Linked DNA regions of Gossypium hirsutum: region 2 is linked to region 1. A link is a contact called in public Hi-C data. All regions are on one chromosome and are shown on one strand. The core of a region is the stretch at or near the end of the contact, and the rest is flanking DNA. Distances in the headings are between cores, read along the strand shown.

Region 1 (5,035 bases), core at 1,256-3,755:
ACTGAATTGGCAGTACATCAGACTAGGCATAAGAAGATTAGATTCTAAATTCGTTTATGGCTTTATTCACTTGTGACGTTCATAGTGTGACATACCTAAATTTTGAGTGGATAACAGACATTTATGTGTGACTCACACATTTTGATGTAAGTAAAAGCCTGAGTTCGAATAGATAAAGAACTAAAAGTGGGTGCACTAGGTGTACGACTTCTGGAGTATGTAGCATCATTCACTGCAGTGAAATTCATAGCACAAGACATGAGTAAATGGTATTCTCTTATTAGCATTACATGGTTCGTCTTTGTGATGAATAACTTGATTATTATTTGATAGTAACTGACTTTTCATAAAGGAAGATTTATGGTTACCATGAGATAAAATATGATCATATTGGGAGAATGAATATTATCTCAAAGAGATTAAGGATATCCTATAAGGATAACACACTTATGACAAGGTCATTGGACAAGCACTAATTGAAATGCTTTCGTAATGGTATGCCATATGGGGAGAGCTCAGTCATGATAATATAGTGGAATGAATTCATGACTAAATGAGTTTATAATTAATACGCGAAAAGTTGGAACTTAATTATAAATCATTTGAGCCTCAATTGCATATGTTCAATCGGTCCCTCTAGCTCGTTGAAACTAGAAATGAATTGTGTGTTCGAATCGAAATGAACATAATGAATAGAAATAGAAAAATGGAAAACATTCAGAAATAATTATGGTTTTCTCCAAAATGGAGAAATAGAATCATTTGAGAATTAATGTGGTTTTCTCAAAATGGAAATTGAAATGAAAATGAAAATGAGAAATGATTCATTTGCAAATGAACATGGATTACTCAGAAATGATCAGAAGAATGAATTTATGCTTTTGAGATATTTTAAAGCCCTCAAATGAAAATAAATCATTCGATCATAGTGAACAAGTTGAATGGTGAAATATTAAATATATTTTTTCGAAATTTTTATCAGGGGTAAATTTGGATGAGAAAATTATTTAATTAAATATAAATATCAAAGTTTATTTTGGGTAATAGAAAAATAGAATTGGGTTGATCAAATTACAAAGTACTGAGTCGAAAAGTCTAGGAAGTACTCATAATTGGACCCGATGTAAAAGAGACTCAAAATCCCCTCATGGTATATGAAGGGGCAGTAGCCGTAGTAAGAATACTAGGGGATGCCATCCACCCTACTCTTACTTTAAGTATGAACTTGTTTATCTAGTTGAAATAAACTTTTACAATTCAACAAATGTTCTACTTTCTATTCCTATAAATAGATGACAACAGTCCAAAAATAGAGTGAATTTATTCTCAACTATTAAATATATTTTTCCGAAATAACAATTCTACTAGTTTCTATTTGGGAAGTGATTTTTTTTTCTTTCCATATAAAAGAAAAGAATTTCTAGTTTTGTATTTTGATTCAATTGATTCGGGCTCACATTTGTAGTAATTCGAGGTATGAGAATAGTGGAGAAGATTGTTTGGTTGAAATCCGAGAACGACAAGGAATCTTTTATCCAAATTTTTTTATTTTCTATTGTGCAAGTAAACTGCTTTCAAACTGGATTTTTTCAACAAAATGTACTAAAAACGCTAAAATAAAAGTTTTCTAACACATTAAAAATACATTAAAAAGTATTTATATTAAAAAAAATACTACCATAAATATAATCAATGTTTTATTATATTATAAAGCAAAAATAATCATAATAATTATTTTATTATATTAAATATAATTTTAAAATTTTATATATTAGGTTAAGTTATTTAGTTGGGTAAGGTTTTCTTTTTTCTTTTTTTTTTAGGTTTTGGGTAATGATTTTAATTATTATTAAGTTGGTGATTTAATATAAATATAAATAAATAATTAAATAATATTTTTATAATATAATATATTTAGGTCAAGCCGAGCCGAGCTCGATAAAAAAAATTATGCCCAATACTCAACCCATATAAAAAATAGGTTTTAAATTTTATTCAAACCTATTTTTAAAATATCGTATTTTTTTCTAATCTCTCCTAATTTAAAGCGAACTTTCGAACTTGATTGAATAGCCAAACACATAACAAATTTACTTGTGATGTAGTTGACCCTATAAAATATTCTAACAAAGCATTTTCTAAGATGATCATATTAGATAAATTTTAATTTTAATTTTTAAACAATATCTTAATCACTAAAATATTCATAAATAAAATTTTATAAAAGATTATTAACCACATCCTACCAACCCAAAGAAAAAAGAACAAGAGGACCACTTCAGCGAAAAAACGAAGAACTTTTTCATCTCTAATCCAAAAATAATTAAAGCCACAGATCAGATGCCACGTGTTAACCTGGACAGGTAGGACTTAGGAGTGACAGCACGCAGCTGTAATTTTAATTTCTCTTCTTTTTTTGCCCTTTGTGCATGAATTTTCGTGGCGATTTTTGATTTGCAGGCAATTAAGATAACCAAAAGGACGTGGCCTGGACTTTCCAATTTTAGCGTTATACTGCCAGCCTGTCTTTTCAGATATTCCCATATTATTTTATTTTTCAAAAAAATTCAATTAGAAAATAAAGAAAAAACATTTAAAATTATTACTCTTTTTTTTTTTTTGTCTCTTTTTCGTTGTTGGCTCCTCTTTTTCCTTTATCCTCCATCCACTCTAATATTCTTTTCTCTGATCTTTCTGATAATCCTTTCCTTTGTTCATATTCTCCCTTTCTGCTTCTTATTTATTTTCTTTCACCTTTTCCTTTCAAGGTACTTCTCTTTCTCACCCTTTTATTTTGTATTTCGCTGTTCCTCTAGTTTGATTCTTTTTTTTTTATGATTTGAATTTTAGATTGTAGATCTGATCTTTAAGAAAATTAAAATTTAACAGATCGAGAGAAAAAAGAATGGCAGAGGAGCATAGATGCCAAGCGCCAGAAGGCCATCGTCTTTGCGTCAATAACTGCGGCTTTTTCGGAAGTTCGGCGACGATGAACCTTTGCTCCAAATGTTACAGAGATCTCTGTCTCAAGGAACAGGAAGCTTCTTCGATCAAATCCGCTCTTTCCTCTTCCCCTTCGTCTTCATCAACGGTCGTCGAATCCATTTCTCAGGTTCCTCTTTTGGCTCTCCATGAAGTCAACAGAGAATCGGCGGTTCCGGAGATTGCATCGGCGGCCGAACAGCGATCGCAGCAACAACCGAATCGGTGCATGGTTTGCAGGAAGCGGGTCGGGTTGACCGGATTCAGATGCAAGTGCGGTGTTACGTTTTGTGGGTCCCACAGGTACCCTGAGAATCACGGGTGTACGTTCGATTTCAAGAAGGTCGGCAGAGAGGAGATAGCACGCGCTAATCCCCTCGTCAAAGCAGAGAAGCTCGAGAAGATTTGAGTAGAAGATGATGATGATGGGAAGCCAAGCCATTGGGAAAATTTCAAATTTCATCAAACGTTGATAAGGTCGAGACACGTGTTTCGGAGGTGGTCCCTACCACCAAGAGTAAACCAATTGGGCTGGATAAATATATTTTCTTCTTAAAATATAAATATTTTATAATAATATTTAAATTATGTGCCTCTTTAGTTTTTTTTTTTCTCTTCCTCTTTTGCTTTGTAAAAAAAAAAAAAGTCACTTTTTCTTTTCTTCTTTTAATCCCTTGTGGTGAAAAAAAGAAAAAGAAATGTAGATTCCTGCTTCTTCCATTTGAAGTTTTTATTTATATTTTCAAGTAATAGTGTGTAAATGTGCTGGCAGCGGCCGATCATGAAAAGCCATGAAAGCTATTTCCTTAAATGTAGTTGTTTTTATTGGGGTGGTCCTTCTTTATTATCTTTTGAAAAAGAAAATGACAACTTCTGTCCCTTCCATTTTGTTTTTATGTTGCATCTTAAATTTACAAAATAAATACTACATTATTTTGTTAATTCAAGATTCTTATTACAGTTTCAATTTTATCAATTTAGTGATCGGAAAAGTATTTTCTTATGAAAAGCATTAATTTCGCACTTACAGGTTCTTTTAAATGTGCATAGTCGTCTTGTCGTCTCTAGCTATTCAAGGGGGGGATTAACAGTATTTTGTATTTAGGATTGAAGTCTAAAGGTTTAATGTAATTACTAAAAGACGACATGGGTTTAAATTTCAAGATGATTTCCTTGACAACGTTCGATGTTAAGGATGGATGTGTCAATTTATTGTAACATCCATGATTTTGACAAATTTAAAAGAATGAATTCTAACAACACTGTGGTGGGTGAAAATAATGTATGATAATTTTTGACTAAATGATGAAGTGTTGCCCATATTTTAAGAACTCTGTTGGAGATTAAAGAGATCTTGAAAGAAGAAAATACTCTTGATTACTCATTTATGAATAATTTTACGTAATTTTCTGTTTTATTTATCAAAAAAATAAATAAATTTGGTCTAAATTGTCAAAAAATAGCCGGAAATTAAAAAAAATGTGTTTAGACCATTTTCTTGAAAAATGACAGGATTAGGTCGATTTTATAAAAATGCTTCCATCTAACAGCGTTTTAAGGTGAAATATAGAAAAACACGTTCACGTGGAAGCGCTTCCCCCCAATGGTCAACACCCCAATGGCTCTTTTCCTCAATGGTCATATTTTCCATTTCTATATAACCCCTCTCCCATTTCATTTTTTTAGTCAATTCAATCTCAGCTCTCTCTCACATTATCAAATCTCTCTTAAATTTCTCTCAATTCCCTCATAATTTCTCACTAAAAATTTATTTATCTCCCAACTCAATTTCATTTAAAGAAATTGTCTTAAGTTTCTTGTAGATTATTTTACAATTTATTTTTGTGCTTTCCGAATTTAACAATGACACCGTCTCTAATCTGTTTGGATGAGAAGCACATTTTCGTCGATCAATTGTAAATGGTAAGATTTTTTTTATTATATTTAATGTAATTTAATTTAATTATTTTATTATTATATTTTAATTAATACTTTGTATTTTTTATATATAGGTGGAAGATTGAATTTTGGAGACTTATATTCGTAATTTACC
Region 2 (5,035 bases), core at 664-3,163, 820 kb before region 1:
AACCTTAATTTTTTTACTAATTATTATTTTATATATATAAACATTTTGATTTAAATATCCTTAATAATGATTTTCTGTTTTAATCTTATTCCTAATATTATCTTTAAATCCAAACATATATTTTATTATAATATCTTTACTATAATAATTAGGTTTAAATATAAATTAGTGTCCAGACTTATTCACTTCTCCTAGATTGGTACCTATGGTTTTTTTATTTATTCTAGATTGGTATTTGAACTTGTTTTTAGTCCAATAGTTTGGTACCTGAAACTAACGGTGTTAATTTTTTTTCTGATGTGGCAGCGCTGGCCAATCGCACGCCACCACGTGACATTCTAGTTGGCCTTTTTTTAATTTTTTATTTTCCCTCCTTTTATTTTCTTATTTTTCTTTTTCTTTTTCTTTTACCCACCACTTCATTATCGTTTTCTTTCACTTTCCTCCTATCCAAACACCTACCACTTCATTCCCAGCAACAACGAAGATGGCTTATTGACCAGTTCCAAACCCAAGTAAAGTACAACAAGATCTAAATGCAAAGACACCACTTTACACTAAAAGTCCATTAAATAATTTAAAATACAAAAAGAAAATTTTCCTCCAGATCCAAACAGTCTTTCATAGAAAACTGTAATGAAATCCTAAATTGTAGTAGTTGCGAATCTCTATATAAAGAAACCACGAAAGAGACCACGAAAGTAAAAACACAAAAAGCCCTAAAATAACATGTGCAAATCGAGCATTTGAAAACGGCTCTGATAGATTTCAGGAGAATTGTGTGAAGGTTGTTTCTAGTGTGAATTTGATGCTGGTTTTGAATGAGATTTATGGCCATTTCTCAAAATGCTCAGAGATTGCTCAAGAGTTTTCTAAGATGCTGGAGGTTACCAGATTGCTCAAGACGATGAAGATGAATCCAACACATTATCTTTGTCTACATGTTTGAATTTATAAAACCTCCTATTCATCAATTCTTTTACAAAATTTCTGGATATTGTGATAACATAAACAAGGTTAAACGAGAGTGCATAAATCCTTATCAAGGGATTAAAAGTTTTTCCTCTAATGAATTGACAAATTCGTATTTCAAATATTTGAACCTTTTTCCAATTTTTGGGCTAAATATCAATACTTTTATTGGTAAATTAATAAAGCGGGAGAAATCAAACAAAGGATTTTCAATTTATGCTTAAAGCTTTCCAAACTATTCATTTATAAAGACATTTATGGAAGAATTGAAACTAACAGAGTGTATAAATTTTCTGAAAGTCAAAATGAATGGGAAAGCTCACGTTGAGATGGAGACGACCTCATGCAGAAATTAGATTAGAGAGCGTTGCAAGGTTTTAGGTTGTATTTTTCGTTTAAAATTGTTTCTTCTACTTCAGCTTTAGGTTAAAAGAAAGAAAGTCGGACGATGGTCGTCGTTGGTTAGAGAGTTCATTGGAGGAGGCTAGATGGTGGCTAACAGTGTAAAAGTATGACAGTTTGTAGGAAAAAAAAAGAAAAAAAAGAAGGAAAATGAGAAAGAAAATAAAAAGTAAAAGAGGCTAAAGAACACATGCTACGTGGCGACGCATGAGTAGGCAACGTTGTCACGTCAAAAAAAACTAACAACCTTAGTCTCAAATACTTAACTAGTGGACAAAAAAATTTGAATACTAATCTAAAACAAAAAAAACTATAAGTATTAATTTAAACTAAACAAACAGATTTTAATATTAATTTTATATTTAACCCAAATAATTAAACTCACTACAACCATTAATTTTTTTTAATTTCACTCAAAATAATCTCCAAATAAATAGCGAGCAAAAGAACATGCTAAAATGAAAAGCCGAACTTAAAGGAGATAATGGTCAATCTAAAAATATCGAGAAGGGCAAAAAGGTAAATCCAGAAACATAATCCTCCCGCTTTTTCTCTCTCTTCTTCTCCGCCAAGTTTACCACTTTTCCTCTAGACAACTAAATTCTCTTCCATTGCCGAAGCTAAAAGAAACTAGTAATTTCTTCTTTTTTCAAAAATTAATAATATTTGGAATTGCGTAAGATGGCCTCAATCTCTACTTGCCTTACTCTATCACCTAAGTTTCGTCTCCTAACTTCAAAACCCCAAGTTTCTCTCAATTTTCCGGGAATCCAACCACTAACTTCTTCTTCTACGTTCTCGAGAACATCCGGGAACTTTTTGAGACCTAGGGTTTCATTTCCCGTCATTAAGGCAAGTCTTGATGTTGGAAGCGACGCGATTAGGCCTGGAGGTACGGTCGAGACTGATAAGTTACCCTCTGACGTCAGAAAACGAGCAATGGAGGCCGTTGACTCGTTTGGCGGGAGGGTTACTGTTGGAGATGTTTCGAGTAAAGCTGGGCTTAACTTGAATCAAGCTAAAAAGGCTCTTCAAGCACTTGCTTCCGATACTAACGGTTTCTTGGAGGTACTTTGAATTTTTATAACTTCCATAAATTTGATCTGTGTTAGGGTTCTCGTTGAGTGGAATTACTATTTGAAACGAAATGCCAAAGTAGATTGTGAAATGCGCAACTTCATATCGGTTTTTCTCTACTTGTTCACCCCTCCCCCCCCCAAAAAAAAAGAAAAAAGAAAAAAAGAGATTTGGTGTATGGTTGAAGCTAAAATAGATGTAGATATGGTCTGGAAGTGATCTCGAACAGTGTAACTCCGTTGATGTATCTGCTGTACTAAAATGCTGCTCACTGTTGGTTATTGGACTTAAAGGAGTTTCGATAGAGCGGTTTGAACATACAAACGAAAATACATGGTTTAGTTGGACCTACAAAAGTTAATTTCTAGAAGCCAAGCTATCTTTTTTAGTTGTATGTTTTTGGATAACTAGCTGAAGTAATCTAGAGCCTGCCTGTGTTATTGACTTACTCTGTAGGAAAGCCTTTTCTGATTTTTGTATGGGGATTATCATGTTGCTTCTTGGGACTTGTTCTAGTATTATAATATCTATTTCTGGGATCTTTGAAGTTCTTGATTTGTGAGTTCCACTTTTTTGTCAAGATGGTTTTAACAGGTTTCAGATGAAGGTGATGTCCTTTATGTCTTTCCAAAAGATTATCGTTCAAAACTTGCTGCCAAGTCATTTAGGATAAAATTTGAACCTTGGGTTGATAAAGCAAAGGTGAACTTTCATAACTTATTTTTCTTTTCATTTTTGTCGAGGCTAAGGAGAAAAATCCTGGATGTCAAACATTATGGGCAATAATTTAGTCTTTTACTTTTTTGGCAGGCTGCACTTGAATATTTAATTAGAGTTTCTTTCGGGACAGCACTTATAGCTTCAATTGTTCTTGTTTATACAACAATTATTGCCCTAATTACAAGTAGAAGGTACCTACTAACCTTGACACTTAGGAATTATTATATAACTACATAATTCTACACCAGTGGTTATTGAAAGCAAGATGCTGACTATGTGATCTGATGGCAGCGATGAAGACAATCGTGGAAGACGAGGAGGCAGATCATATGACACAGGGTTCACCTTCTACTTGAGTCCAACTGACTTGTTTTGGTAATACTTTTTATATTATGAAGAACTCTAGCAGTTTTAGACTGTAATAGGCTGTTAATCACGGTTGAGAATTCTCACTGATCAGGCCAATTAGGGGATGCTTATAGACAACATTAAGTAGATAGGTTAGGTTTTAAAGTAACTTTGTTTGCTTAATTGCTCTAGAATTGACAAATCAGTTTGTATTGTGGTAAAAGTTTTGTCATCCACGTTTGGGTACATCTGATAGTTTCACATTAATTTTATTTCATTGGATAAATGAGATTGGGCCATCAATTTACCTTATTTTATGCTATAATCTAATGTTAAAACATATTGTCTCTGTAATCTGTATTCCTTTCATAAGTTCAAACTCTTACATAACCTCCTCCTCTGTTTTAATTTTTTATTTAAGGTACTGGGATCCATATTATTATAGGAGGCGACGGCTACGAACTGATGATGATGAGAAGATGAACTTTATTGAATCTGTAAGATGTGAATATAAACAAATGGATCATGTATGATTTTGCTCAGTTGTTTTACATTCAGAGAAAATTAGTTCATTTGTGACATCTTCTTAGGTTTTCTCTTTTGTTTTCGGGGATGGTGATCCAAATCAAGGAATTGAAGAAGAAAGGTGGAAGTTGGTAATACTTCAGCACTAACTTCTTTGGTCAATGCTCGAAACATATTATTTCAGCTTTCTGATAGTAGTTATTCTGATTATTAAGTGTTCTATTACCCCTACTAACTTTTACCATTTTCCACCCAAAATTTGCAGATTGGACAATACATAACTTCTAATGGAGGTGTTGTCACAGCTGAAGAACTTGCTCCATATCTTGATTTACCTACCACAAAGGGAGCATTGGTATGATTATAAATTAAAAGCTAATCTTAGTCTAGCTTGTAATTAGCATGTAAATTTTTTCTTACAAGTTGCTCTGAATTCTAGTTAGTGTTATTTTGACTTGAATTTGAAATATTTTCTCTCATGATCACATTTGTTTTATTCACACTTTGACCATATGCAACTATTCCTGTTCTGTCATTGCATCACCTAAACAAAAATTTTATTACTATCGACTCGATTATTTCTTTATTTGCATTGTAGTCCCTGCACACTGTCTGTCAACCTTATTTCTGCATTTGTACGTCATAGATCATTTAATCAAATAGTGTTTGGCACATAATCATATATTTGATGGTTACTTGCTTGCTTTGATATTATAAGTCGTTCATGGTCAAGTAATCCAGAAGTGATAAGCAGGGATTCAAATGTGGTAGGGTTCACTAACGTTTATTGCAGTTGTAGATGCTACTTACGTAATAGCATAGATAACGGTTCATTATGGTTGTGAAATTTCTCTATTTTGCACAAGTTTCCCTTAAATAATTAATCATAATTAACAACTCTCTTATAAAATATTTTAATTATTTATTACATTACTTTTAGAAGTCATAAAATATTAAAAACTAAATATATAATATTGCCTAATAAGTGTTT

What was found. A called contact is a pair of places that touch in the nucleus more often than the background predicts.
Region 2: a contact with region 1 is called in a Hi-C map of leaf, with 2.9 times the contacts expected there. The contact joins the promoter of LOC107948381 here to the promoter of LOC107948295 in region 1. A contact is called at or near these places in 2 of 34 Hi-C or Micro-C datasets (callus and leaf).

What each region holds. Positions count from the first base shown.
Region 1 is chrA04:49,980,901-49,985,935 of Gossypium_hirsutum_v2.1, reverse strand. LOC107948295 (zinc finger A20 and AN1 domain-containing stress-associated protein 6) reads left to right here and starts at 2,505. Exons shown (of 2, transcript XM_016882793.2): 1 at 2,505-2,768; 2 at 2,890-3,793. The coding sequence starts at 2,906. The coding sequence ends at 3,391.
Region 2 is chrA04:50,803,611-50,808,645 of Gossypium_hirsutum_v2.1, reverse strand. It overlaps LOC107948381, which reads left to right and starts at 1,913. Exons shown (of 14, transcript XM_016882910.2): 1 at 1,913-2,442; 2 at 3,046-3,153; 3 at 3,262-3,362; 4 at 3,463-3,546; 5 at 3,941-4,016; 6 at 4,110-4,175; 7 at 4,310-4,399. The coding sequence starts at 2,056.